2 separate regions of the Mus musculus genome follow, and region 1 is linked to region 2. Evidence: chromatin contacts called from public capture Hi-C data. All regions are on one chromosome and are shown on one strand. The core of a region is the stretch at or near the end of the contact, and the rest is flanking DNA. Distances in the headings are between cores, read along the strand shown.

What was found. Capture Hi-C pulls out chosen DNA fragments and counts their contacts.
Region 1: a contact with region 2 is called in a capture Hi-C map of macrophages, with 4 times the contacts expected there. The contact joins the promoter of Slc13a3 here to the promoter of Mmp9 in region 2. A contact is called at or near these places in 14 of 39 promoter capture datasets (the 3T3-L1 cell line, the HPC-7 cell line, the SN4741 cell line and 7 more), 9 of 484 Hi-C or Micro-C datasets (the G1E-ER4 cell line, cerebellar granule neurons, cerebellum and 3 more), 2 of 115 datasets of contacts at active chromatin or transcription factors (embryonic basal ganglia and embryonic stem cells) and 3 of 9 other capture datasets (embryonic stem cells, macrophages and pancreatic islet).

What each region holds. Positions count from the first base shown.
Region 1 is chr2:165,471,494-165,474,685 of GRCm38.p6, forward strand. It overlaps Slc13a3 (solute carrier family 13 (sodium-dependent dicarboxylate transporter), member 3), which reads right to left and starts at 1,704. Exons shown (of 13, transcript NM_054055.2): 1 at 1,558-1,704. The coding sequence starts at 1,668.
Region 2 is chr2:164,946,917-164,950,202 of GRCm38.p6, forward strand. It overlaps Mmp9 (matrix metallopeptidase 9), which reads left to right and starts at 1,303. Exons shown (of 13, transcript NM_013599.4): 1 at 1,303-1,481; 2 at 1,919-2,148; 3 at 2,367-2,515; 4 at 2,793-2,921; 5 at 3,031-3,204. The coding sequence starts at 1,341.

The DNA of each region.
Region 1 (3,192 bases), core at 454-2,953, 520 kb after region 2:
ATCCCTGGGCTGCGTTGGGCAGGTTACCCGGCCTCCTAGGCCTTTACTTCCTCACGTGTCAAGTAGGAAGGCAAACACAGGCACCTCCCTGGCTGAGCAGACTGCCGAAGATACTGCTGCAGAGCCTGGCCGGAGGCCTTTCCTTATCAGGCAGGCCACAATCCCTGACATCTACTCAGCTAACACAGGTTAAGGTGGCTGTGGCTGCCCCATCCAGTTAGACCCAAGGTGGGACTGTCCCTGTCTTGGCACGACCTCACCCGAAACCCATGCTGGTGGGTCTGCTTTTGTGATTTTTGCCTCTGGGGTAGAGCACACAGCAACCATGGTCCCTGCAGGCATAAGGTTCCTATGCATCCACCGTCCCTATCCAGACATCTGTTGGCCACAAGACTGATGTCCTGGCTTGACCTTCCACCTTTTCCTGAGCCGATCACTCTAGCCTCAACCGACCGCAACACTGATTCCCAAAAGTAAAGAGACGGTCATCTCATTTTAAAGCCAAGGAAAGTGAAACCTGGACAAGGAAGGGAGCCGGGGAGCCCCCAGGCCAGTTGCTCGCTCGTCCAGGGCCCCATTGGCCTTGGCAAGAGTGACCTACTCCTTCTGAGGTCATTTATTTGCTCTCTTCAATGTCAACAGAGTCTGACGGGCTAGATAGCTGAGAACTAAAGGACTTGCTGTGCACGGCCAGCCTGGGGTCACCGTTCCTTGTCAGGCACGCAGGAGCCCTTCTGCAGCAGGCTGCTCCCTGGGGCTCTGCTGCCTGTCACATATTAAAGGACACCATCACCTCTCCTTTATTTTGTGACCATCGGCTAGCTCACTCAGCACTGTTGTGATGTGGCCAAGTACCTTCTGGAAGAAGCCACTTAATGTGATGGGCCTCGTGCCCTTCAGGAAGTCCTGATGGGCTGGACACAGGTGCTGGTCCCTAGGAACTCACTCCAGCCTTCTCTCTAAGAGAACTGGACTCTGGGAACAGCAAAGGCCCTGGGCTCTCAGATGTGGGCACTCAGGGATTTCCCATTGGGAGTCACCCATGAGAGTGTCCCCTGCTGTCTCTAAGCCTTAGTTGACCCAGCTTGAGTGGGGAGGGGAGGTGTTCTGAAGGGAATTTTTTCAGGGGTGACACAGGACAGGTGACACCTCTCCTAGGAAGCACTCAGGAAGGTGTAGTTCTCCAGTCATTGAGCAACTGCTACAGAGCAAAAGCAGTTAGCACCCATTTAAGACACCGACATAGACTGATTCCTTTATCTTCACCGTGAGCCTATGATGCGTTATCATATTCCCTCTTTCTGGGTAGGGGGTACGCAAACCAAAGTTCAGAGAGGTTAAGTGACTGGCGACAGGTCACACAGTTGTTCTTCGGAAAGACTGTGAAGGGCTATATACCCCAGTAGCACCAAGCAAGCCGTCAGAGCTCAAACTTTAGAAGAGTGGGAGGACCGAGAGAGGCAGACCAGGGAGAGGCAAGGAAGGGAGAAGGGGAGCGGGTGCTCCTAGGGGTAGGCAGGCTCAAGGCGGGAGGGTCTCGACCCGGGACCACCGTACCTTGGGCGGCAGGGCGAAGAGAATGGGCAGCAGAGCCAGCGGCACCAGCAGCAGCACCAGGAGGCGCCGCGCGCTCCACACCTTCTTGGCCAGCGCCGCCAGCGCCGCCATCCGCGCGATCGCTGGAGACCAGGCGGCCCGACTGCCCCTCAGCGGCCGCCGGCAGGGACCTAAAGCCCCAAGGGACGGGGAGGAGCCATGCGGAACCGCCCCGGGCCGCGCCTCCTTGGTCTGGACAAGGAGCAGGGAAGGGGCCCCAGAGCACCCCACCCGCCCCCGCGCCCCACTCTGGACTCACGTGGGAAATGGGGCAAAGCCCAGGTGGGACTAAAGGCCTCAGCACCGTCATCCCACTGTCCAACCCTGTAGGGACAGACCAAGCTACTGAGACCTCTAGTGACCGTGGTTGCAGCCTCTTCCAGACTTGGAGGTTGGTGGGGGGGTTTAAGTGAGATAGTGCTTCGTGCAAAGGGCCGGGTCACCTGTGGGTAGGAGCTTTCCCTTCTCAGTGACAGATGCCACAACCTGCTTGATATTGTGTGTGTTGGGACAGGCTCTTATTTAGCCCAAGCTGGCCTGCATCTCCCTATGCTGCTGAGGACAACCTTGAACTCCCATCCTCCTGCCACTACTTTCTGAGGGTTGGCATTATGGACGTGTGCCAACGCCCCTGGTTTCATACGGGCAGCTGCTAAGTCAGCTTAAGATCCAACCTCCACTATTTTAAGAAAATAGGGACTCTTTGGTCTTACTCTGCACTATTCACATTCCCGCTAGCAGCTCATGGGGGCCCAGCTTCTCCACATCCTCCGTGGACTGCTGAGCAGTGATGGATCAGCCGGACTCTTCTGTTTCCCAGAGATGCCTGGAAGGAACACACGGCCTTGGCCATGCAAAGCAGAAGGCACAAGGCCTGACTCTGCTTTCCGCCCTGAGTGGGTCCTCCACCCTCCTTGGGATTGCGACATGTTTCCCCACTGGCTACTGTCAATGGGACCTTGTCCTGGCTCCTGGGGCCTGAGTGGTTTCTGTGGAGAAAGGGACTTGTTGGAAAGTTTCTTGGTTTTTGTCGTTTGGAGGAGGGGGCAGGGGGGGGTTGGTTCAGAACATTGCATACACACAGCTTATAATCTATGGGCACTGCCATCTTACCAGGTCCTGTAAAATATGAGAGCCTCATTGATCCCTGTGTCCCTTTTGCTTATCATTCTTAACATTGCTGCTGCTCTGCAAACATTTGGAATCATGGCCATGCTGTGGGCATGCTTAGTCTCAACTTCAGGCTTAGAAAACCCAAGGTCTTGTTAACATGGCTGACTTCAGTCCAGCCACAGCGATGTAATACCCTCTCAAACTAGATGGAATGTGACAACCAACGAGGTCTTCCAACAACGCGTGCCCACACTCTCACATGCCTGTACACACACACACACACACACACACACACACACACACGTCATACACACACATGGAGATAGAAAGTACAGAAGAGGGGCTGGTGAGATGGCTCAGCAGGTGAAGGCACCTCCAGGCCTGGTGACCTGAGTTTGGTCCCTGGGACCCACCATAGAAGAAGAACAAAGATTCCTGTAAATTGTCCTCTGACCACCACACACAAGTATGCATTCTCTCTCT
Region 2 (3,286 bases), core at 53-2,552:
AGAGAGCGTATCACAACGTCCAACACAATAAATCAAAAAAGTGAATGATCACTGCGGCCTGGAGGTGAAATGCCTTGCCCAAGGTGGTTGGGAAATGACGAGGTTGGGAAATGGTAGACCCAGAACTGCAATTCAGTGCTGGAGCTCACCAGTGAGAAGCATCTAAGAGAAGCTTGGGAGAACACCCAGCTCTCTCTCTCCGGCTCACAGGTCTGTTCGTTGGGAAGCACATGAAGGTCTGGGCACACAGGAGGCTTAGTCAGAACAGCTTGCTGAAGACAGATCAAGGCCCTGCTCCACCATGGTGGCAGGCGAGGAGGATGGAAGGCCGGGGGCTGCCGGCTGTTGGCAAGACTGTGCCAAAGCTTTCCTGAGTGGAGCAGGGCAGGGCTGGAGGAGGGGAAGGGTCCATGACGATCTCACAGCTCGGGAGAGGAAGGTGTTTGCCCCATCCAGGTCACCCCAAGGCTTAGAGCCAAGACCCCAGTCTCCTAATTTCCAATCACAAACCTGACACCATCAACTGAGGTCTCGTGAACACTGCTGAAAGTGGTTTTTCTGTGTTTCGAGAGTCTCATTTTATCCTCAGATCAATATAGGGACAAAGGCTTGAGCGACAAAGGGTCTGTTTTTGTTCTTTAAACAGAAGAGGAAGGATAGTGCTAGCCTGAGAAGGATGAAGCTTCTGCTTGCTCCCACATGTGTGTGTCCCCCCGCCCCCCAGGCTCATCTTTCCTTCCCCAAGGAGTCAGCCTGCTGGAGCTAGGGGTTTGCCCCATGGAATTCCCCAAATCCTGCCTCAAAGAGCCTGCTCCCAGAGGCCAGGAGAGGAAGCTGAGTCAAAGACTCTATCAGGGGGCGGGGATGAGAGGATAGAACCTACAGTGTGGGGATGGGCTCCAGGCTGCACTCTGGCCAGGGAGGGGGTGTCTCAGAAGCCCAAGGAAGAGGGGTCTCGGGCCTCAGGTCTCCCAGTCTTTTACTGGGCTGATCAGTCAGGGCCGTCAGACCTAGGGCTAGGTGAATGCCCCATCCTGCACACCCTCCTTCCCTTTCCCACAAAGTCTGCAGTTTGCAGAAACTAAACCCTGAGTTCTGTGGTTTCCTGTGGGTCTGGGGGTCCTGCCTGACTTGGCAATGGGGGACTGTGGGCAGGGCATAAGGGAGGGGGTAGTGTAAACACACACACACACACACACACACACACACACACACACACACACACACACACGCTGAGTCAGCATAAGCCTGGAGGGGAGGGGCGGGGTCACTGATTCCGTTTTACTGCCTCTTTAAAATCTCTGCAAAGGCAGCGTTAGCCAGAAGCTGCGGTCCTCACCATGAGTCCCTGGCAGCCCCTGCTCCTGGCTCTCCTGGCTTTCGGCTGCAGCTCTGCTGCCCCTTACCAGCGCCAGCCGACTTTTGTGGTCTTCCCCAAAGACCTGAAAACCTCCAACCTCACGGACACCCAGCTGGCAGAGGTAGACAGATGGCTCGGTGGATAGCTGAGAAGGGCTGGTCAGGAAGATGTCCCCCTCTCCCAAGGAATGGGGCCTCAGATATGCTTTCTGGATTTGGGGGTGATGGGCATGTCTGCCAGGGTTAGGCAGTAGGGGGTAGGTGGTCTGGAGGCTCTGGGCAGATTCGGGTCTGTTGGAGGGACAGATTGGGTTCGGCTTCGAAGGGTTGTGACATGGCGCAGGTTGGCAGTGAACAGTTAAACTCTAGTGGGGCTGAGGGGTAGGCATGGTTTATATCATCTGAGGTCGAGGTGTGATGCTGTCCTCAGGATAGGGGAATTCTAGCTGTGTAGGAAGAACTGGTGTCCTGGCCGTAGAGTCCCTAAGCATGTGGCCCAGAGGTCCAGAGCCAAGGTGCCAGAACTCTGTGATGTCTCTGCCCCTTCCTCCATCCACAGGCATACTTGTACCGCTATGGTTACACCCGGGCCGCCCAGATGATGGGAGAGAAGCAGTCTCTACGGCCGGCTTTGCTGATGCTTCAGAAGCAGCTCTCCCTGCCCCAGACTGGTGAGCTGGACAGCCAGACACTAAAGGCCATTCGAACACCACGCTGTGGTGTCCCAGACGTGGGTCGATTCCAAACCTTCAAAGGCCTCAAGTGGGACCATCATAACATCACATACTGGTGAGATGTCGGGCTAGAAGCAGGTGCCTGGGTGGGACTGGAGGCCAGTTTGCACCTCCGGTTAGCTGAACACAAGGGATCCTTAGCAATACAAGTTCCGAGAGAGGCTGCAGCCCTGTGTGTTTTGAAGCGATCGTGGTGTAGCTGCTGCCCCGCCCACCCCCATTTGTAATCCGTGCATGCCCGATCCCCCATCGACGCTGGCTTTTCACCTCCAGGATCCAAAACTACTCTGAAGACTTGCCGCGAGACATGATCGATGACGCCTTCGCGCGCGCCTTCGCGGTGTGGGGCGAGGTGGCACCCCTCACCTTCACCCGCGTGTACGGACCCGAAGCGGACATTGTCATCCAGTTTGGTGTCGCGGGTGAGAATTCCCGGGCTGGGCAGGCTATGGGAGGGACGACCACGGACAGAGTAGAAGGGACAGCAGATCTGTCCGCTCTTATGCCTGCCCCACAATCCCTAGTCGCTGCTTCCACAAATGACCTCCCCCAACCCCCAGCGGCTTTGGAGTCGCAGTCACCTCTTCTCAAAGTCTGGTGCGCTGCTCAGCGGGAGACACAGTCGCTTTCAGTCTCTTGCCCTTAAAGAGAGCAAAGTGTTGCTGATTGAGTCCCTTCCTCTCCGATGGCCTCTTGCAGAGCACGGAGACGGGTATCCCTTCGACGGCAAGGACGGCCTTCTGGCACACGCCTTTCCCCCTGGCGCCGGCGTTCAGGGAGATGCCCATTTCGACGACGACGAGTTGTGGTCGCTGGGCAAAGGCGTCGGTGAGATCCTGAGCCTTCCAGTATCCGCCCCATCCCCACCCCTGTCCCAACTCCCTTCTCTTACACTGGTGTGTGGCCAGACGCCCTGACTCTAGCCTCCTTTCTACAGTGATCCCCACTTACTATGGAAACTCAAATGGTGCCCCATGTCACTTTCCCTTCACCTTCGAGGGACGCTCCTATTCGGCCTGCACCACAGACGGCCGCAACGACGGCACGCCTTGGTGTAGCACAACAGCTGACTACGATAAGGACGGCAAATTTGGTTTCTGCCCTAGTGAGAGTGAGTATGCGCTGGGGGTGGGGAGCGGGGCGCCGCCTTGAAGGTTCCAGAATCTTCTTTCCCAGTCTCTCTTTGCCATCAG